4 separate regions of the Mus musculus genome follow, and all the other regions are linked to region 1. A link is a contact called in public Hi-C data. All regions are on one chromosome and are shown on one strand. The core of a region is the stretch at or near the end of the contact, and the rest is flanking DNA. Distances in the headings are between cores, read along the strand shown. Region 1 has its middle 320 kb from the start of 5031426D15Rik. Region 2 has its middle 130 kb from the start of 5031426D15Rik. Region 3 has its middle 160 kb from the start of 5031426D15Rik. Region 4 has its middle 170 kb from the start of 5031426D15Rik.

The links. A called contact is a pair of places that touch in the nucleus more often than the background predicts.
Region 2: a Hi-C map of uterus shows a contact between it and region 1, with 2.5 times the contacts expected there. The contact joins two enhancer-like sites. A contact is called at or near these places in 3 of 484 Hi-C or Micro-C datasets (tail fibroblasts and uterus) and 1 of 115 datasets of contacts at active chromatin or transcription factors (heart atrium).
Region 3: a Hi-C map of uterus shows a contact between it and region 1. The contact joins two enhancer-like sites. A contact is called at or near these places in 4 of 39 promoter capture datasets (the 3T3-L1 cell line, 3T3-L1-derived adipocytes and hippocampal neurons), 7 of 484 Hi-C or Micro-C datasets (the HL-1 cell line, cerebral cortex, cortical neurons and 3 more) and 2 of 115 datasets of contacts at active chromatin or transcription factors (heart atrium and vascular smooth muscle cells).
Region 4: a contact with region 1 is called in a Hi-C map of uterus, with 2.5 times the contacts expected there. The contact joins two enhancer-like sites. A contact is called at or near these places in 4 of 484 Hi-C or Micro-C datasets (the HL-1 cell line, tail fibroblasts and uterus).

Annotation. Positions count from the first base shown.
Region 1 is chr2:7,243,716-7,249,068 of GRCm38.p6, forward strand. It overlaps a transcript of Celf2 not described here. Among named protein-coding and RNA genes, the nearest start is that of 5031426D15Rik, 320 kb to the left of the region's middle. Within about 2 kb of position 2,641, at least 20 of the 459 cell types and tissues checked have an H3K27ac peak or open chromatin away from gene starts, as enhancers often do. A contact at or near this core is called in uterus, where this site is marked.
Region 2 is chr2:7,058,821-7,064,173 of GRCm38.p6, forward strand. It overlaps a transcript of Celf2 not described here. Among named protein-coding and RNA genes, the nearest start is that of 5031426D15Rik, 130 kb to the left of the region's middle. Within about 2 kb of position 2,206, at least 25 of the 459 cell types and tissues checked have an H3K27ac peak or open chromatin away from gene starts, as enhancers often do. A contact at or near this core is called in uterus, where this site is marked.
Region 3 is chr2:7,081,497-7,086,849 of GRCm38.p6, forward strand. It overlaps a transcript of Celf2 not described here. Among named protein-coding and RNA genes, the nearest start is that of 5031426D15Rik, 160 kb to the left of the region's middle. Within about 2 kb of position 2,840, at least 5 of the 459 cell types and tissues checked have an H3K27ac peak or open chromatin away from gene starts, as enhancers often do. A contact at or near this core is called in uterus, where this site is marked.
Region 4 is chr2:7,099,421-7,104,773 of GRCm38.p6, forward strand. It overlaps a transcript of Celf2 not described here. Among named protein-coding and RNA genes, the nearest start is that of 5031426D15Rik, 170 kb to the left of the region's middle. Within about 2 kb of position 2,166, at least 3 of the 459 cell types and tissues checked have an H3K27ac peak or open chromatin away from gene starts, as enhancers often do. A contact at or near this core is called in uterus, where this site is marked.

The DNA of each region.
Region 1 (5,353 bases), core at 1,391-3,890:
ATGGTAGACAGCATGTTATAAATAATAAATGGTATTTTTTCTGTCTGTCTGTCTGTCTGTCTGTCTGACTGTCTCTCCAAATCATTCTCAACATTGAAGGATGGCCTCCCTGGTCATTTTCTCTGATTTGTCCTAGAACTTTCTGTTTTCTAATGAACAGCTCAGGGCCTTCCTGACTCTTTCCCCTAAGTACTAGAAGCTACTGTTGTTGTTACACTGTTTCCAATAAGCCAACCACTGCTGAGGTAGTGTTGCTGTGGCCATCGAAAGGAGAGTGACAGTTAACCCTGCTGGAGAGAAAGAGACTTTACAATACACAAACACAGTCAGCCTGACATGATTCCCTGTGGAGAAGGGAGGCATTTCACTGCCTCAGAAGGCAGTCGGTAAATCAGGCTCAGAGTAAACTAAATGAGGATTCTGTAATCAACCCACACACTGCCCTTTTGCTGTTCATAAAGCACTATGATCTTTGTTGACATGCCTTTATTCTAGGCATTGTCCGTCTTTATTGGTGGTGAGAGAATGAGAACCTCCCTCACCTGCAACAAGAGCTTGCTGACAGGAGCCTGATATGGCTGTCTCCTGAGAGGCTCTGCCAGTGCCTGACAAATACAAAAGTGGATGCTCATAGCCATCCATTGGACAGAGCACAGGGCCCCCAATGGAGGAGCTAGATAAAGTACCCAAGGAGCCAAAAGGGTTTGCAACCCTATAGGAGGAACAACAAAATGAACTAACCAGTACCCCAGAGCTCCCTGGGACTAAACTATCAATCAAAGGAAACACACAGTGGGACTCATGGCTCCAAGTGCATATGTAGCAGAGGATGGCCTAGTCGGTCATCAATGGGAGGAGAGGCCCTTGGTCCTGTGAAGGTTTTATGCCCCAGTATAGGGGAATGGCAGAGCCAGGAAGCAGAGGTGGGTGGGTTGGGGAGCAGAGGGGAGGGGGAGGGGATAGGGAATTTTTGGAGGGAAAACTAGGAAAGGGGATAACATTTGAAATGTAAATAAATAAAATATCTAATAAAAAAAAAGAAAAATTATCATACACAGCAAAAAACCAAAAAAACAAAACCAACCAACCAAACAAACAACCCAACAAAAAAAGACTAAAGGGTGTCTTTCTCATAAAAACAAAAAAGAACTTCCCTGGCCATTCTCTGAAGGCAGGTTTCAAACTGTCAAAAATTTTACCAGGGTACGACTGTACTCCTGCCTCCTTTGTGACAACATGTCATCCAGGTGTCCTTTTGTTTGTGGACATGAAGAAAGCTCCACTCAGCTAGCTTCCCCAACCAGGTCCTTAAGCACACTTTGCCAGCTGTCTACATCATCCCACTATTAACCGTATAAGGGCTAAAATGCTCAGTTATTTCCCCAGCTCATTTCAGCGACTTGACTTTCTCTGAAAACTGCTCTGCTCTTCTAGGTGAGTCCTTACTGTAGTTACACGAAAAGGTTTACACTGGTAAATCTCAAAACCAAACTACTCATTTGTGTGATCTCTTTCTTAAAGTGCCCCCAACGTTAGGCGCATCATCCTCGTGGTGCTGAATGCTGGTGGCACTGCACAATCACCTAGAGGGTATCAGTGGTACCTGGACCCTTCCTATCCTGACTGGCAGTGAGTGTCTAGGGTCCAGGTACAAGCCAAGAGAAAGAACCTGTGGAATTTTCTAAGGCTTTCAATGGTGGATTAAGAGTTGGGGTGTGGTTTAGTTAGTGCTATGCTTGCCTGGGTTCCTTTCCCAGGACTGGGTATGGTAGTGTTCATCCTAACACTCTGGAGGCAGAGAATCAGAAGTTCAAGGCCACCCTTAGGTACAAAATAACTTAACTTTGAGGAGAGTCTGGGTGACATGAGACCTTATCTTACAAAACGAGACAAAATGCATAAAAATATAAAATCAGGCCTTGAACCATTTTGCTTTTCATTTTTGTACTCCGAATACCTTCAAGACTGTATTTAACTAGAATTCAGACCTTGGCAAATCTTTCTGTTTGCTTTTTACTCCTGTATGTAATCAGCAGGCATATTAACTCTGCTTGAAAATGCAGTACTTCTGTTTTGATTGGCTTTTGATATCCCTTATACATAGATTATAGCTTTCATTGTGACTTTCCACAACTCTCAGGGGAGTACTTCTTGTTGCTGGTCCTTGGTTCCCTCAACCACCAAGAATGAAGATAGGCAAATGACCATCAGAAAAGGATGTGTTGGGGACAGTACCACTTATCCATTATCTGGTAAGTTCCTCTAAGGGAGTTTTCTGTGCATTCTGAGCTGATAACTAGGCTCTTGTGATGCATAGACCCACTTCTTTGGATGTGGATCTCTGTTATGTTGCTTTGTTCCAGATGTGGAGCACAGCTGTTTCTCCAGTGTTCTATATAACACTCCCCCAAATGAAATCTTCATGAACAAACAAAGTCTTCCCACAGAATTAAGGAGGCATGATGGTTGTATTGCACATGAGGTTGCTTATTGACCTCTAGGTTTTGCAAATGTCTGTTGAGATTCTGTAACGAGGGAAGGGTGCTTCCCACTGGTCATTTCTCTCGGCACCCTAGCAGTATTTTTTTCTTCTGTATAAAGCCAGATGGTAACTATTGTAGATTCTGTAGGCCATGTGGTTTCTGTTAACCTACTGAACTTTGCCCTTGGATTGTGAAACCAGCCACAGATGATATGTAAACAGATTAATATGGCTATAGTCCAATAAAACTTTATTTGCAAAACTTGGCAGTGGGCCAAACACAGCCTTTGCTTCCAAAGCTGTTAATCTTGCTCTACATTCTTGTGTCTGATATCTGTAAGTCTTTTCTACTTACTTGTGGTTTTGTCTCTTTCCTTCAGCCTTCTTTTCTATCCTAATCATCACCAACAGCCACAAATCGCTTTTCTTCCTATGTAGTGTGAGCCTTTCATCTTTTTGAAGAACCGTGGCCTCAAAGTCAATGAAGCCACTGGTACCTCAACTTGTACCCAACTTATAGGATAATGTTTTAACCAACAGAATAGTTCTCTTACTATCAAGGATTCTGGAACACAGCATTTAGATGTGACTGCATTCTCTGCATTAGCAAGTTACATAAACAAACAACTCTGTAATCAGTTGGCTCAAGCTCTGATGCCTTTGGTATCAGGTTGGTAAGACTAAGGGGAACATGGAATGCTGGAGAAACTTGGGAAGCTATTGTATCTGAAGACAATGTCAATCTTTAAAAAGGAGAGTGTGGTCAATCAGCATAACAGATCCTTGGATACAAGTTATCCCAGTGACTTCCAGTGAGTGGAGCATTCTAGGATGACCTACACGTACTCTTTCTATACATTTTAAAGTAAGACCTAGTGACCACATGATTTTCTCATGGTTGGTAACTGACAGAGCATTTTAAAAATACTATAATGTTGCTACTATATGTCTTGGGGAACTTTTGATAAACCTAGTTTATGCCTTTAAGGAACTTAAAATCTAATACATATATGATACATGCATATCATATCTTAGTCAGGGTTTCTATTCCTGCACAAACATCATGACCAAGAAGCAAGTTGGGGAGGAAAGGGTTTATATTGGCTTACATTTCCATGCTGCTGTTCATCACCAAGGAAGTCAGGACTGGAACTCAAGCAGGTCAGGAAGCAGGAGCTGATGCAGAGGCCATGGAGGGATGTTCTTTATTGGCTTGCCTCCCCTGGCTTGCTCAGCCTGCTCTCTTATAGATCACAAGACTACCAGCTCAGCCATGGCACCACCCACAAGGGGCCTTTCCCCCTTGATCACTAATTGAGAAAATGCCTTACAGTTGGATCTCATGGAGGCATTTCCTCAGCTGAAGCTCCTTCTCTGTGATAACTCCAGCTGTGTGAAGTTGACACAAAACTAGCCAGTACAACGCCAAGATATTAATATGGTGATATGATGTTTTCAGATGAAATCCACGATAGACTTGACATGGTGGTGTATGTCTGCAATCCTAGCACTTAGGGACCAAGGCTGAAGACCAAGTTTATCCTAACCTACACAAGGAGTGTCAAGTCAACCTAATCCATGGGAGAATCCATCTCTAAATCAAAGTAAGTTAGAGCTGTGATAAGAATTGTTTGGGGTGCTTTGCAGGAACAAGTTTGGTGGAATCCAATGACATGAGCTGGGATTAGTTTCCTGAATTATATTCCGACACTCACACAAAAAGCAGAATTTCTTCAGATAGACTTTTGTATGAACCCCCACAGGCTGAAAGTCCAACTAGTACAAAGACCCAGAGGTAAAAGGAAAAAGACTTCTCTCAGAGGAAGGCAGGGGATATTGGGATTGTAATACAGAGGGACACATAAGAGTGGGTAGAGAAAGAGCATCATGGGAGGTTCCTGCTAGGACACTAGGAAGTCATCACTAGGTTTCAGGCAGTACCAAGTTTATACTTTCACAATATCCTTCAAGATGGATTATAGACAATAGATTGGAAAGAACGAGGACTGGTAGTCAGCATAGTTTGCAGAAATATCCTAGGAAGGAGAGAATGGGGCAGCACTGAGGCATGAGAGACATTCGGCATGGGTAAGCACTACCACAGAGATGAAAAGAGAAAGGGGGAAAGGCAAAGTAATGTCTAGGATCCTTTCCGAGCTTCATGTTCTCTCTCTAGCATAGAGAATTGGTGTCAATGAAGAAGTAACTATGGTGTTATGTGAGTGGACACTAATACACTTAGCCACACCCTTCATGATAAGGCTGCTACATCCTGGTTTTTCTTCTTTAGTTCCAGCCAAACATTGTGATTTGGTTCTCTCTCACTTCTTTTACAGTTTTCCCCTCTCCTACCTCTTCCTGTCTCTCTAACCTACATGTTCTATCTTCAGAGATGAAGACATGGTGGAGTGTCTGAGTTCTTAATTTTTTCCCCTAAGAAACACAAGGGCCTGGTACACATAGTGGTTAAAGTGAGGCATCTGCAGTCTATTGCCTAGGTTCAAAAGGCAGTTTAACCACTTAATCACTGTGGTAACTTTGACAAACTACTCAACCTGCCTGTGCCTGGCTTGCTTTAATTGGATATGTGTGTGTTTTTTTAAAGTCTTTGTTTAGTGTGTGTTTTAATGATTTAACTTCATTATATTTACAACAGTGTCCAGCATAGCCTGAGATCAGTTCACACTGTTGATTCTGAAACACATGTGAGCCTGATTTCTACCATCCCTCTATTCTGGGAACTCGTCATTTCAACAGCATCTCATCCTGTCACCATGGAGGTGCTCATTTTTAGAAAATGTAGTTACTAAAGATCTGAAAAAGAATTTATACATATGACCTGATGTCATAAAATCCATAAAGTTCTTCAGT
Region 2 (5,353 bases), core at 956-3,455, 190 kb before region 1:
CATCAATACTTGATAGGTTTTTGCATTTGTTTTTTGACAGCAGCCATCCTGATGAGTGAGAGAGGATATTAATTGAGGTTTTAATCTGCATTTTTTTCAAATTCATTTCTTAAACCAATGTGCCTTGTCCTATTGTGGAGAGACATCCGTGTCAGCGAAAGTGAGCCTCATGACTTGTGCACAGCCACTCCTGATTGGCAGGTGCACTGTCACTGTATCTTTGTTATGAAGCTAAGATGGCCACAAAGCATGCATTCTCTGTGCATAGGAAAATGAGCCAATGTCAGATCTGACACATCAGTAGTTTTCAAGAAGGAGTGACTATAAATTCCAAGAATAACTCAGCTCCATGGTGACTTGTTAAGAACAAGAACTTGTTTTTTTATGTCAAAGAGGAAATAGCATAAACAATCTCTTCTAGATCATTTTTAGAAGCTAGGATACAAGGATACATGGAGGATAGAAGTTACTGACGTCACAGATAAACTGTGTTACAGTTTACACCCGAAGGGTTCACCTCATAGGTTTATGTGATTAAAAGTGTGGTGTCCAGAGGGTGGAGCTATTGAAAGGTGACTGAACCACAAAGTCTCTAACTTTACTGGTGGGTTAACCCATTGTTAAATTACTGACTGAAGGCACAGAGAATGAGATTCTATCATTAAGTTTTAGAATGTCAAATATACTGGGTAAGAACACAGGATGTCTGCTTAAGTTAGAATTTTAGATAAACAACATTGTTTTAATTCAGGTATGCTTCTGGAAATGTTTGATGCAGATTTCCACTAAAGAATTATAATTATCTAGATCTCCTGTACTTTTATTTGACCAACTCGACAGTGTAGTCATAGAATGTCATATTTGAGAAGATGAGCCCTAGAAATGAGTATAAGTTGGTTTGCTGTCTACAGTGGCCACAATGGATGAATCACGGAGAGCTGCATACAACCCCCATGTTCTTTGATATAGATCATCAACCTAATGAACATAAATAATAATCATCTCCCCCCAGGACAGCCGGAGTTAGAAGAACAGATGCCTAGGAACAGCAATAATTTTTTCTTTTGAACCACCTATCCTTAATCATATGTAATTTATTTAGTGAAAGTAGAAGTTGTTTCATTTTAATACAAAATAAAGGGTCATCTTAACACATTAGAAGCTAACTCAATCTAGTTAGATTACCTGGCATCTCTTTGGCACTGACCCAATAACACTGAGTGCTACTGAAGAAGAGAGGTCATAGGATGTGTCCTGGCACATAGTAGTCACTTTGCTGTTATTCTTAAAATATCTATGTCTGAAAGAAGAGCCTTCCCAGGGATTCTTTGGAGAGTTTTATAAACATCATGTAATCAGAACTGAGGATCTGAGAGATGCCCTTGTCTAATTTTCTAATTTTGCAGGTAAGGAAACTGACCAAGGAGATGAATGGCTTACTCAAGTCTTCTTACTAAATGGTTTCACAGCCTGGAGTCCTCACTGCTCTCTGCTCTGATGCTGTCTGAGAGAGAAGGACACCACACTCTAGATCTCCAGAGAATGGAGAGTATGCATAGAAAGATGCCAGGCAAGTGCTAGGGATGTAGCTGCAGGGGTAGAATACTAGCCTAGCATGTGCAAGACCCTGGGTGTGATGTCCATAGCCTGAGATGCAGAAGGGTACCAGGTAACTTAAGTACACACACAAGTATTAGGCCATGATTATAGAAAAGGATGGGAGCACAGGCATTTTACTATTAGCATAGAATGTATTAAGCAACAACAACAACAACAACAAGAAGAGTAATGTCTTCCAACACATGCTGCTCAACTCACACAGAGGAATCCCGGGGGATGTTTCTAGAGCAAGTTCCAAGTGAACGCCCATTTCTAGTTGTGAAATAGCTCAAGGAGTATCCAAGAATTTTTGGAAAATAGTAAGATGCTGTGTGGATTAAAATCACAAATGCTTATTAAAACAGAATGTCCAAGGAGCCGAGACAAACAGAAAGGTCGCTGTTGAATAAATATTTCCATTAGGTGGCCCCAGTCAATGCCCATGCCCTGGTTTTTTCTTGAACAAAAAGAGGTGTAAGTGGATGTGGGAGAGTTAGCTTTTTATGAGAGTTAAAACCTTCAACTTACAACGCTTTGTTCTACACATGTTCTTATGTATTTTGGCAGCTTGGACGTGCTGGCACATCTCTGCACTGACCTCCTTTGGCTACAGCTTGCTCGCAGTCTGCTCAGCATTGCAGACTAAATATTTCTGACATTGCTTAAGGAGGCAGTTGCTTTAAGTGGGTTTACAATTTGCTTTTTTATTAAAGTTGGGATTCAACATTACTGATGTTAACACCGCAGTTGGAGATGGTGCACAGTTATGATCTGAGAGACATGTGAGATTCTGGACATGTGACATCGGAGATGTGCATCTAAGCATAGTACAATGGGGATTTCAAATGTACTGGAGTTTGTTCGATTTTAGTTTTTGCCCATGAGGTTTGGCTTAAGATATTAGGGTCTAGATATGCTTTAATTTTTAATTAAATTTTGGGACTGTTGTGGAATAAAATTAAGATGTAATAAAGACTATGAGGCAAACACAAAACTCTTGAAGGCTATTTGATGGGCAAATAAAAGAATAAAGAAGCAAACACAAATATTACAGACCATTGATAGCATTTCAAAGTGTGGCTCACTAACAGTACCAGAAAAGAAAGCAAAATGTTTTTGTTGGCTGGCTTTATATATAAAGATCTTATTTTAACTTTCATAACTGGAATTATCTGTGTAGTAGGACCAGATTCCAAATGAAATCTGATGGAGAAACCGACTTTTGTTCTTCAGGTGTGTCTCGCTTCTATTGGTCACACGGATAGTTAGATGTTCCTTTTCCAGCTTACTGTAATCGTTATCCATTTGTGGAAGGCCCTTAGCAAGCATGCGTCTGAGCAGTGTGCATTTGTGTGAACTCTCTGCATTGTTTTCCTTGACTACAACATGGGGATAATCATGGTGCTGTTAGAGGGATATCATGGGGATGGCATGAAATACCAGCTGCAACAGATTTTAGGATTGGTCTTGGTACACAAGTATTATTCAAGTGGAGGGTAAACCATATTTATTGAGGATTTTAAGGCTACATTATCAATCTTACCATGTCCAGCATATTTAGTTTCAGAGGTTTTAATGAATTAAGTCATTTTGATGTTATTTTTACCTGCATTTAGCATAACTTATCCACTTCATATTCTTGCTGATAAGGAAAAACATTTCACACACACACACACACACACACACACACCTCATAGCAAAGACATTTCTCCAGCCTCCACTTAAAAAGCATTGTGTGCCTATATGAGGTAATCTGAAAGGTTCCACCCAGTCTGGGCCCCAGTGTGATTCAGGACTCCCATATTTGAACCCCAGGCTTTGGTTTCCACTTCTGGTACAGCTCAGCTCCTATCTCTCCTTACTTAAGGCATCACATTGTGTTGGGGGCAGCTGTAACTTGTGATAAGAAGCAATTAAAATACTTTGAGACAGTGTTCAGATGGTGTATATTATGTAACATTTAGCTACAGATTCACCATAGAGTACTAGAGGTGCAAGACACAGACAGATACACACACACACACACACACACACACACACACACGGTTTTGTCAAGAATGTTGTAATTGTACTAGGCAGTGGTTCTACCATTATCTACACCCCAGCCCTGGATACACAGTTCACATCACCTATGCTACATCATGAACATTTCTGGTCATTACTGCCCCGTTCTCAAGAATCCACATAGACTAAGGGGCTCAGTAAAATAAGAATTAAGACGTGGCAGTTTCTGTGTATAACCCTGGCACTCAGGTGTCTGAGGCCTGCGGATATATGTGACTATAGAGTCCACAGCAAGAGAGCCTCCGAATCACCTCTACCCCTCCATGTAGCCCCTAAACTAGGACAACTGTAAATAGTTAAAACTTTCATTTTGGATTTATCTGTATGTAGCTGGGAATGGGAAGGGGACGAGACCACACACGCTTCACATGTGCAAATCCCAGAAGAGTACAGTTTTTTTTTTTTTTTTTTTTTTTTTTTTTAAGTAAGTAAATTCTTTGGAATGCATCAATACTGGGCAAGCTGTTAGGAAAGCCAGCCACTCTCCAATCAAAAGGAAGAGGAAAAATAAAATCTGTAATGAGCAAATAATCTAATTTCCTTCACTCCAAATGACTAGGTTTTTGAATTTATGTAAAATTTGTTTATGTTCTTCTGTGAGTTCTCATGTTTGTCTCCCTCCTCCCCTCCCCCGGCCTCGCTCTTCTCCCTTTCACCAAGTAAACAAAGCATCTAAAGCAGGGGAAATCAGTGAAAGCGTCTTTAAGGACGGATATTTAATTGCTTAGACAGACATCTTTTCCTCTGAGTTTTTTCACATTTGAAGAACAAGTTTGAACTCTTCCCTACCAAACACAAATAATTAATCTGTGGAATTTAATCCAGTGGAGTTTTGAGAGCATTTTATTTTGAGTAATAATAACACCAAATACCAATAATACTGGCAAAACAGCTTTGGCTATTGATTTAATCAGCAGGACTCATTGTTTGTGATTTTATAACTCCCTTCCTTTACCAAGGCGGGTCTTTATGCAAGCCTCTGATACAGGCAAGGAGAGACATGGCATTCACGTTTGTCCTGGGAAAAGAAGGAGCTAAATCCTGCAGGCTCCCCAAGTGCTGACATCCTTTCAAGGCTCCAGGGGCTTCAGGAGGGTTAGATCTGGTCCTGTCCTCAGGGCCTCACCTCTTTCCAGCTGGATTTTGAGGAAACTACCTTCAAGACAGGCAGCACTTAGAGGGTAGAGAGATGCCTGCCAGGACACCATAACCAGGGTGTTGTGAGAGAACGGAGAAGGAGGGGGCGATCCCATTGTTAGCAGTCCTGTGTGCCAGCTCCGGAAAACTTTCATTGGATTCCGTCAGCAACAGGAAGCCCCAGACACTTGGCAGCAGGGGAGGAGGGAGACCACACTCCTCTTTTCTGAAGTTCACCCAGCAGCAACTTCAGGAAGTGCTAGGGTTGGGAAGAAAGGTGGAAGCTTGCTTTGTAGCTGCTGCCAGAACTTTGTAGACGCTGCTGGAAAGGAACAATTGAGACAGGACAGAGAGCCCCCGGAAGGATTCCAACTCCCTGCTGATTCCATGCTCCAAGGAAAGGAACAGAAAGACCGTTAAACACCTGCGTGGCGAGGCGGAAGCACAGGTGACAAACCATGGCAAGTGGCGACTTTCCAGCCTGTCTGACACTATTTCCCTTTCATACCAATAACCAATGGTTTAACTCCTTCCTCAACCAAACACACACCTC
Region 3 (5,353 bases), core at 1,590-4,089, 160 kb before region 1:
CCTCGGCTTTCTTTTGGAACAAACAGGGCTCAAGCTTGAAGCTTCCAGACTTTAGGAGCAATCATTTACAGATTACCGCGGGCTGTAGCCTTCTCCTCCTTTGGGGGGATTCTCCTGCCTCCGAGATCTCCTTTCACATTCCCTTCAGAAGACTGACGAGGCTGCTTTCTTTCTGTCTCTCCCCGCTTCAGTCTGGGACACCAATACCAGGTTTAGAGCTTCCCTCCGAGGCGCAAACTGCATTACTGCTAGGGTTTGTTTTTTAAAAAATAATCTCGAGCCATACTGCTAACAAGCTCGAATTTACTGTGTTTTCTGGTGTCAATTTCCTACAGTATTTCCCTCTCCCTAGCCCCTCAAGCCCGCATTCTTTCTCTATTTAAATAACACAAAAGGGACATGCACAATCTCTAAAGATGAGGTGAAAATGTCAGAATGTCTACCAACTTTCCCTTCCTGTCCTTCCTTAATTTAAAATCAAACATCAGGTCCCTGAGATGGCCCAGTGGGTAAAAGCACTTTTTCCCCCCTTTTTTCCTTTTTTTCTTTTTTTGCCAAGTCTTTGATTTCTGGAACCCCCATGGCTAAGGAGAGAAGAGAATCTTGCAAGCTGTCCTCTGACCTCCACACAAGTGCTGTGGCAGCACACATACAGCCACACACAGCCACAGTCACATAGTCACACAGAAACAGACACAGAGACACAGAGACACAGTCACAATCACACAGACACAATCACAATCACACAGACACACACAATCACACAGATACACACAGAAACCGGCACACAGACACACACAGAGACACAGTCACAGTCACACAGAGACACAGAGACACACACCTACAGAAATAGACACACAGACATATGCACGCACGCACGCACGCACATATGCATGCACAGTGGAAGCAAGCATTTGAACAAACACAGAACTGTTTTCCTGTGGTGTCCATGGTTCCTGGCTAACCCTTCTGTACTGACAGGGTGAGGGATTTCTTTCTTAGTACATGGAATTCTTATTTTCTTGAGCACAGCCTCCTGGGCTTGGGCTCGGTCTTCTCTGGGGGATTTTCACTCTTACTAATGCTTCTCAGCAGCTATGGCAGGAACGCTTGCCCCTGTCACCTGTCCTCACAGGATCCTGAGGCAGACAACCTTGAAATCATCCGGTCCAGGCACTCAGGCTGTCAACGGTTTCGTTAGAGCCATGAGCCATGAATATCCTTCTTGTGTAACAATTTCCCTCTATTTCTTACTCTAATTTTAAAAAGAAAATTTCAGATCATTACCATACATGGAGAAACAGCTTGGACGAATCAAATTCTCCTGTGCACCAAGAGCAGACGGAGACCCTCACAGCGGCCTCTTCATTGGAAAGAAGTTTAGAGGCTGGAAAAAGCTTAGTCCTAGAGTTGCTGAGCTCTTGAGTAGTATAAGTGAGGTGCTGGGTTTGAATCCCCACAGCACTACCCAAGAGAAGAGGACTTCCTAGGTCACACTACCCAGCAAGAGGCATCCCTTAGGAGTACTAGATGTGATCCAGTGAGCGATCACAAGTGCCTTCTCCTGAAACCTGCAGGTGGTGGGGTGGGGTAGGGATTACACTTCCCCACGTGTTAGGTAGAACTCACCAAATATTAAAACAAAATAAAATGAGAGAGATGTGGGAGAGAGAGAGACAGAGAGAGACAGAGAGAGAGAGAGAGAGAGAGAGAGAGAGAGAGAGAGAGAGAGAGAGAGAGAGAGAGAGAGAGAATGAATCTATCTCAGCATCAGAGAGAGACATACTGAGTCTGCTTTTGGGAGCTGCTGCTCTTATTGTTAAACGTTCTTGTCACTCCATTTTAATTTCTCCTCTCCGTCCCTCTTCTCCGTGCTCCCCACCCCAGTTCTTAAAATAGTCAGTTAACCCTCAGTGTCCAGCTGCTTCCTTTCGCAGTCATAAATATCATCCTAATGGCTGTGAATGACACTCTTCAAAAGTGTGACTATCTTTATGCTAAAATTAAAAGACAATTTCATACCTTGTAAGAGAAAAAAAATCCACCGCCTCTCTGGGACTTCATGCTTCTATCTGGGCTGTTTGTGCCCTCCCAGTATGAAGCTGGGGCCATGTCATAATCATGTGTAAACATTTACATAACGCTTTTAATCCCCAAGTGCTTCATCCAGTGTGGCTAATAGCAGTAGCCTTCATATAGAGTTTACTTCCAAAAGGCTGCCAGCGCTCAGATAATTAATAAAGTGTTTCTCCCTTTAGAAAGTTAGCAAGAGAAAAACAAAAGATTATCATGAAATAGTTTCTGCAATTATAATGACATCATCCTTATCTCATTAGCCCACTGTACCACAGGGATCCAGGGCTGGGGAAGGGAGAGCAATGAGGCCTTAATATTTAGAGTTCAGGGTTAATGGGAGGAAAGGCGGGAGGAGGAGGGACCTGGCTTTGGGCCAAAGGACAAATAGATGAGCATGATTCTAAGTTGCAAAATAATTTATTTTGTTTTTTTCTTAGACAGGGTCTCACTGAAACCCTGTTTGTCCACACATACCTGTCCTCTAGTCCAGGCAATTCTCCTGCCTCAGCCTCCCAAGCACAAAGATTGCAGACCATCAGCCCACATGCCAAGAAAAATAGTCTTTTTGATCAGTGGGCTCTCCAAAACCTTTTAAAGGCAGGAAGTAGAATCTCTCTTTCAAACAGAACCTTGCATCCAGACCCAATAACTGGATAAAGCAAAAGTCTATCTCAAAGTAGAGAGCTGGGATGATTTCCTTGTGTGTTGGCACACACCCTCCTCGTAGTTAGGTTGTTTATGAGACCAGTAGAACTTTTCCCTTCCTGTTATAAATGAGGGCTCTGGGGCGTGAAGAAATGAAGCAACTGGCTCGATCCCTGGGCACTGTGCTTAGCAGTCATGCCTACAAGCCCACCTGGGCATTGGCAACCCCCTCCCTCTTACAGCATGACTGCACACAGGTAGAGAACACCTTCTTGAGGGTGAGGCTGGAGGCAGGATCAGGTCAGGGCCTCTCCCTGTTCCTCTCAAGCTGCTGGAGTGCAGAGTATCCTTGGACACCCACTTACTGGAATCATTTGTTTATAAATGATGCAGAACTGTGATGTACTAATTTTTTTGTTTTTAATTTTGAGATTCAAATATCTTACATGCAATGTATATTCATTCTGTAAACTGAGACAAATTTATCTTTTTTCTCTTTTCCCTCATGGTTCTGTTTCTGCTACACTGAATGCTCATACTGAATGCATCTGTTTTCTGTTCTGCTTTGGATTTTTGAGACAGAGTCCCTCTAAGTGGTACAGGCTGGCCTTGAACTCTCTGTGAGCCTCTTGCCTCAGTTCCCCAAGTCTTGGGACAAACCGGATCAATCTGCTAATTGTTAGGCCATTGGATTTTAAGTTTCCCATCAAGTATGAGTGTGCTTATGGCAGAGAAACAATACGTTGCTTTGTTCAGATTTGAGTCAGCTTATCTGGAACACAACAAGGGAACAGGAAACATCTTATTCTCAGAAGTAAAATGTTAAGTTCACCTTGAGAAGCTAATTTTTTCCCTCTGTATCACCGTGTGAATTGCTGTGAGGTATCATTTTAAGTTTTGTTTTGCTCAGTTTTGATAAAGTGACTCCTTCACATGGAAATTAATTATTGTGTGCATTGTTCAGTTTCAGACAGAGTCTGGCTCTGTAGCCCAGGCTGGCCTTGAACTCTGATTTTCTTTCGTGAACTCTGATTTTCTTTCGTATCTCGGCCTTCTGAATGCTGGGATTGCAGGCACAAGACACCGTTTTACTTTTTTGAATTCAAAAATAAAAATCTCTTGCTCTTTCATCTCCTCTTCTCAAGCATACATGTATGTCTATGCATATATGTATGTCTATGTCTACGTGTGTATATTTTTCTTTCTTTCTTTCTTTCTTCCTTCCTTTCTTTCTTTCTTTCTTTCTTTCTTTCTTTCTTTCTTTCTTTCTTTCTTTCTTTTTTTCTCTCTCTCTCTCTTCTCTCTTCTTTCTTTCTTTCTTTCTTTCTTTCTTTCTTCCTTTCTTTCTTTCTTTCTTTCTTTCTTTGTATGTCTCTGTATGGATGTATGCCATGTATGTCTCTCTCTGTGTATGTATATGTTTCTCTCTCCTTTCTCTCTGTATATATATGTCTCTCTATATATATGCCTGTGAGTATAAATCCTTGTATATCTCTTGTATATCTTGTATGCTTATTTATGTATGTGTGTAAGTTTGTGTTGTGTTTGTCTCTGTGTGTATGCTTCTCTCTGTCTCTGTCTCTGCCTCTCTATGTATGTGTGCTAGCGTAGAGGTCAGAGGTCAACATTAGGTAGTGTTACTCAGGTGCATATGCCTTGCTGAGACAGGGCCTCTCACAGATTTGGCTAGACTGACTGGATAGCAAGCCTTTTGGGTCTGGGATTAAAATGAGTATCATTATACCCAGGCTTTTATGTGGATTCCGGGGATCAAACTCAGTTTCTCGTACTTGAGGGACAAGCACCTTTCTGAATGAGCAATCTTTCCAGCCCTCACTTTAGAAGTCAGCTCTGAGATGGTGATGATTAAAATTAGAGTTTTTCTATATCATATATTCTGACTATAGCTTGCCTTCCCTCTACTTCTCCCAGTTCTTCCCCGCTTTCTCAGTTCTAAGTTTTTTTTTCCTGTGAAGAGAGTTCAGTGTAGAGAAGGCAAACTTCACTATTTCTGTCTGCTTCAAGAAAGCAACAAAGCCTTAGAGGGGTGGTGGCTCCATGGGCTCTGGGATGCTGGTTATGTGGGCAGCAGACAGACATGCAGAGTCCCAGTCAGGACATGGTCAGAAACTGGGACTCTGACTGCACAGGTCTCTCCTGAGAACCACGCTAAGAGGGGAAGTTAATGTCAGCCAGTAAGCAGAGAGTCTTGTTTCTGTGGCATCTTGGGTAGGTTTCCTGTGCCTGAACATGTATCGTTGGAGTCAAAGGCACAACACTGGAAACTCTCAGACACGTCAGAGGAGTAGGAAACACATGATGCACAAGGCAGACAGATAGAGAAAAGGATTCACCACCAACTGTAGTTAACCCAGCCTGCCAAGGCTTTAGGAAGGGACTCCTGGAGTCCCAGCAACGCTTTTCTCCTGTCAGCCAGTGTTCAGGTTTCTGGTAGTCAGGAAATTAGTTATTTTTATTTTTGTTGTGGGGTGTGTGAGTGGATTTCATATTCTCTAGGGCTGCAGAGATAAGAGAACAATTTCTAGTATTTGTCTCAGGTACGCTCCCTCTCTTGTTTGAAACAAGGCCACTCATTGGACTGAACGTTTAACAAGCAGACTAGGTTAGCTGG
Region 4 (5,353 bases), core at 916-3,415, 140 kb before region 1:
AAAGACCTTGGCAGAGAGATTAGGGCAGAAGTAGCTCTAATTTTCTGGCTTCTGGATTTTTCGCTTGTTCCTGAAACCATTGCTATATTCTACATTGGCAAGAGTTAAGTGAATGGTGTTCCGCTGTGTGAGTGTAAGATTCGGATTGAGGGGAGCACAGGTGATGTGAATGGTGGGCTGTTCTGATGGCTCAGCACTGAAAGGTGCTTGCCACAGAGCCTGGCAAGCTTGCTGCAGTCCCAACAGCACCCGTGGTGGAAGGAAACAACTGACATTGGCAGGGTATCCTTTGACCTCCATATGCATCCTATATACTCACATATACATATGCAGACACACTCACATGCACACACGAACAAGAATGAATGAAGAAGGCTCATGGTTAAATGCACACTACCTACTGGGCTCTTTACAGATACATTGTAACAAGTACTTAGTGTATGTCTGATCTCTCTGTGTGTGTGTACATGTGTGTGTGCTTGTGTGTATACATATGTGTGTATATACATGTGTGTACCTGTGTGTGCATACAGAGGTTCATGTTTGGTGCCCTCCTCATTCACTGTCTACTATATTTTCGAAGGCAGCCTCTCGCTGGGTCTGAAACTCACTGATTTGGATAGGCTTGCGCAGGTAACTCCGGATACTCCTATCTCTAGGTCCTCAGTGCTGAGATGAGAGAAAAACAATACCATGTTCAGTTTTCCTTTGTACAATGTAGGTCCTCGGAACTAACTCAGATTGTCACTCATTTGCAGCAAGCACCATACTGACTAACCCCTCTCGCTGGCTTCCCTTTTTGCTCCACTGTTTACCTGTGACTAGCCTTCTGCTAGCAACATATTACCATAAAGCATTTATAGTTTCATTAGAGAAAATGGAATGATTTTTTGGGGGTGGGGGTGCTATAAAAATGAGGCTCACAACTCACAGGTGCAAAACTCCTTTTCTTTTAACTTCAATAACTTTATACTCCTATCACCAAAGAGTCTCACAGAATTTTCCCTTAAGTCTAACAACACATGTCTCTGCTCCTTTTCCTAGGCTAGGCTCTGGGAACTTACAGTTTACTAAGATCTGTGGGCAGGAGGGTTACCCAGTGCTTGAGACAGCTGTTCATCTGTGTGTCTGCTTGGATACAGAAGGGGTAAAGCGCTGATTGCCTTATACTCTTGCCTATGTGGTTCCTCTAGGATGATTGTTTCCCTCCATAGGATCATGGCATCTGCCATCACATCATTCTGCCTTAGACTATGAAAGTGGAACTTGGCCTCACATTCCTTGTTCACTATTAGGTTTTAAATATGAACTATTCCCCAAAGGCTCATGTCTCAGAACATGTGGTTTCCGGTAGATGGCAGTGCTTTGGAGCGTTGTGGGATGTTTAGGAGGCGATCGATGCCTTGCTGGTAGAGCTGGGCCACTATGGGTGACACACTATGAGGTTTGATAACTGGCCCTACTTCCTGCTCGTTCTCCGCTTCCTGACTGGGCATGGTGTGACCAGCTGCCTTTCACTCTGTACTTTGCATGCCAGGATGGACTGAATTCCCTTGACCTCTGATATATCTTTCACTACTAAATTGCTTCTTGCCAGGTATTTTGCCAGGGCAATGAAACAAGGAACTAATACCCCAGCTCTCTGGCCAGTTGAATTCATCTGTAGTTCCGTTGTCCTTCTGAAAGTGATTAGTGGAATTCACCCATCTTGAATCTACTTGTGCTATCGGAAGTCATTCTTCTTTAAAAATAGATTTATTTTATTTTTAATTATGTATATGAAAGTGTACCTCTGTGTGTGGAAGTAAGAAAAAGACTTTAACTTCCTGGTGTTGGAGTTACAGGTGGTCACAAGCTACCTGGGTGCTAGAATCCAACTCTGGTTCTCTTAAAAGCAGCAAGAACTCTTAACCTCTGAACCAGCTGCATGAGGCAGGCTTTTGTCTTGTTTTTTGTAGAATTTAAACAGGAAACAAAGCCATAGACCTGTCAAGTAGGAATGATGTGTGATCCCAATGCCTTATAAGCAAAGAGCTCTGAGAAAAAGGAGACATAGTCCTGGCAGGAAGCATCAAATGGTTTTTTAGTTCCTTAGGGTTGAATGTATGATTACAGAGAGGTACGAGAAATCAGTTTCGAAACAGAGGCAGGCGGAACCAGATCATGGAGGACTACAAGATCATGTTTGGCACTTTGAGGGCTAGGGCCGATAACTAACCACTGAGGAATGTAAGCAGGGAGAAAACAAAGTTTAGCATGTTAGAAATAATTGTCCTAGTTGTAAGATGAGACACGGACAGCAAAGAAGTGGGTCTGGGGTAAGAAAACAAGTTAAAGAGTGTGCCACTGTCACCTGTAAGGGGTGAGGGAAGATCTTGATGCAGTTGTGTCGGGAAGAGAGGAAAGGCAGTTGAGCAAAAACGACTTGGGAAGGTAGAAAGATCCTGAATAATGCAGAGTGAGCGAGAGAGGCAGGTGTGAGATCTAGGTTCCTAGCTTGATCAACATACTATATACGGTACACTTCTTAAGTCAGGGAGCACAGGCTGAGAGGCCAGCTTTGGAGTGATGCTTATGGACTCAGTCTGGCAGTTGCTGAATTTGTAGTACCCAGAGACATCTTTGTAAAGGTGGCAGATGGGACAGCCATATACACAGAGCTTAGGATGGAGACCTGGGATGAACCTGCAGGATGAGCATCATTAGCATATCATTAGCATATGGAAGTACTATAGTGTAGAAGTAATTTGCCTGGTCTTGTTGCATGTGAAGTAAAAAGAAATGAAGGTTAAAAACATTTTACTGCAGAGCACTTACCACGGAAAGCAAAGAGAAGCCTATGAAGGAGACTGAAGAGAGAGCTTTGAACTGGCAATAATATGGAACTCAAGGAAAAAGCATACCCACAGAAGAAGTGTAGGCAGCTGGGCTGATCGACACTGAGGAAAAACAGAGTACAGAAGACCCAAGCTCACCATGGACATGTTGACCTTTGCTGGATCATTATCAGAAGAGCAAAGACAGCACGAGCCAGATGGCAGTTGATCACAGAGCTAAGGGGACACAGAGAACCATCCTTCGCCCAGTTGTGAACTGTTCTTTCTTATAGTTATTCTTTGACCCTCCAGCTGTGACGTGCTTCTTAGAATAAACTCATAATTTTAGGATAAAGTTCATCATGGCCTAGAAGGCCCCCCATCCTGACCCTTGTCTATCTGGAATTCCATAGCTCCCTGCTTCCTCCCTCCAATCTCTGAGGTCATGGGCATCTCCTTTCTATCTTGCAGACGTTAGAGGGTCATTCCTATGGCAGGGTCTTTGAAGCAGCCCCTTCCCTGAGTCTCCCTTCTTATGCTCCAAGTCTTAACTTAGAAATTGATTCACCTGAGAGCACATCCCTGAACAACTGGAGAAAGCAATGCCACGCAGACTCACTGTCGCTGTATGCATCCACCGTTTTACTAGTAACTGTAAGGAGGAGGGGACACCATTCCTCATGGTGGACAAGGTACAGTGGCTGGGAACGTCCCTGTCTGCTGTGGCAGGACATTGTAGCACAGCTTTTTACACATCAGGAAGCAGAGAGGAAAACCAGAGCAGGCTTGACTACAGCTTCAAAGGCCCGCTCTCAGTGAAGGGCCTCTACTAGCCAGGTCTCACCTCCTAAAGGCTCCTAAGCCAGAGCCAACGTATGGGGACCAGGTGTTTACACACATGAACCCTTGGAAGGACATTTTATTCTCAAATGGTAACACTTTCAAACTGTAAGCTTGAGATTGCATTTAATCTCAAACATGTAACATGCAATAGTTAGACATGTAAATTATTACAGGTAACACATGTCCTATTTTAGCTTCATTGTAGTGTCTTCCTGCTCTGTACATTTGTACATTCATTTATTTGTCTGTATGTATTGTACACTTTTCTTTTTCTCAGCTAATACAGAGATCTCGGATTCAGGGACCTTAGCTGTAGTTCCAGTACTGAAAAGAGTCCAAAGTAAATGCTCAACAAATATTTCCTGGGTGATTGAGTGTCAGGGATAATACTTAAAGAAAATCCTTCAAAACTTTTACCAGGGTGAGGCCTGGTGCTCAACAGAGTACCTGTCTAGGAAACATGAAGCCCTGAGTTTTGTCTCTAGCACTATAGGAAAATAATGTTGCCAAAGTTATCAGAAAGACCAGGTGTAAAGACACAATTCTGTATTGCTAATACTTTTAGAAACACCTCCCAGACAACACTAACACACTACCAATATGATATTAATGTGAATATAATCTGTAACTTAAAATAGACTAGGACATAGTTCTAATATAAAATCTATTCGAAGAACAACCAGAGGCATGCTCACTAAGCTCAACTTCAGCTTGCTGGTCAAGTCGCAAGACCTATATCTTCCTAGGAGCTTGGTGTTCACTAATGGAACATGCTAAGCGTTACATCAGAAGAATAAGCACATGTGCGCAAGGACTTTTCAATCTCATAATGAAATCAAACAGAATGAAAGGGATGGAGCTGAGGGGTAGGGCAGACAGCTGTCAGTTAAAGTGTTACTGCTGGAAAGGTTTCAGAGGAACCTACCTATTTTAGCTCTCAATACCTTTATCCATGTATTTTTGTTTTCTTTTGCTATGCATTCATGTATCAGTGCTCAAATGATAGGATCCTCAGAACACTATCTTCAGACATCTATAACTCAGTTCCTGCAACAGTCTTAAGGAGGTAGAATATAAAATTGTGTGTGTGTGTGTGTGTGTGTGTGCATGAGGATGCATGGGGGGAGGGGTGACTTTTTTTCTGATTTCTCAGTTTTCTAGAAATCATCACCATATTTATGTTTAAAGAGATGCCTCCTTCTATCTGTCTGTCTTTGTCAACTTACCTACCTATAGATCTATCTATCTATCTATCTATCTATCTATCTATCTATCTATCTATCTATCTATCTATCTATCCATCCATCCACACACACACACACACACACACACACACACACATATATATATATATATATATACATATATATAATCTGTCTGTCTGTCTATCTAACATCTATTATTTATCTATATCTAGATCCATAGATGATCTAGAAACAGCTAGACAGATCTATAGCTCTAAATGGATTAGGTACATAGATAGATAGACAGATAGATAGGTAGATAGGTTGGATAGATGGATAGATGATAGATGATAGAAAATTTACTTTTTTCCTGACAATTGACTCATGCTGTTACCCGAGAAAAGGCTATACAAGCATGTGTCAGGCTGTTTTGAATAGTCTGTGTTGTCTCCCATTCCAGTGTTTCCAGTGTAGCCATATAACCCTTTAAAGGTATACGTCCTAATGAAA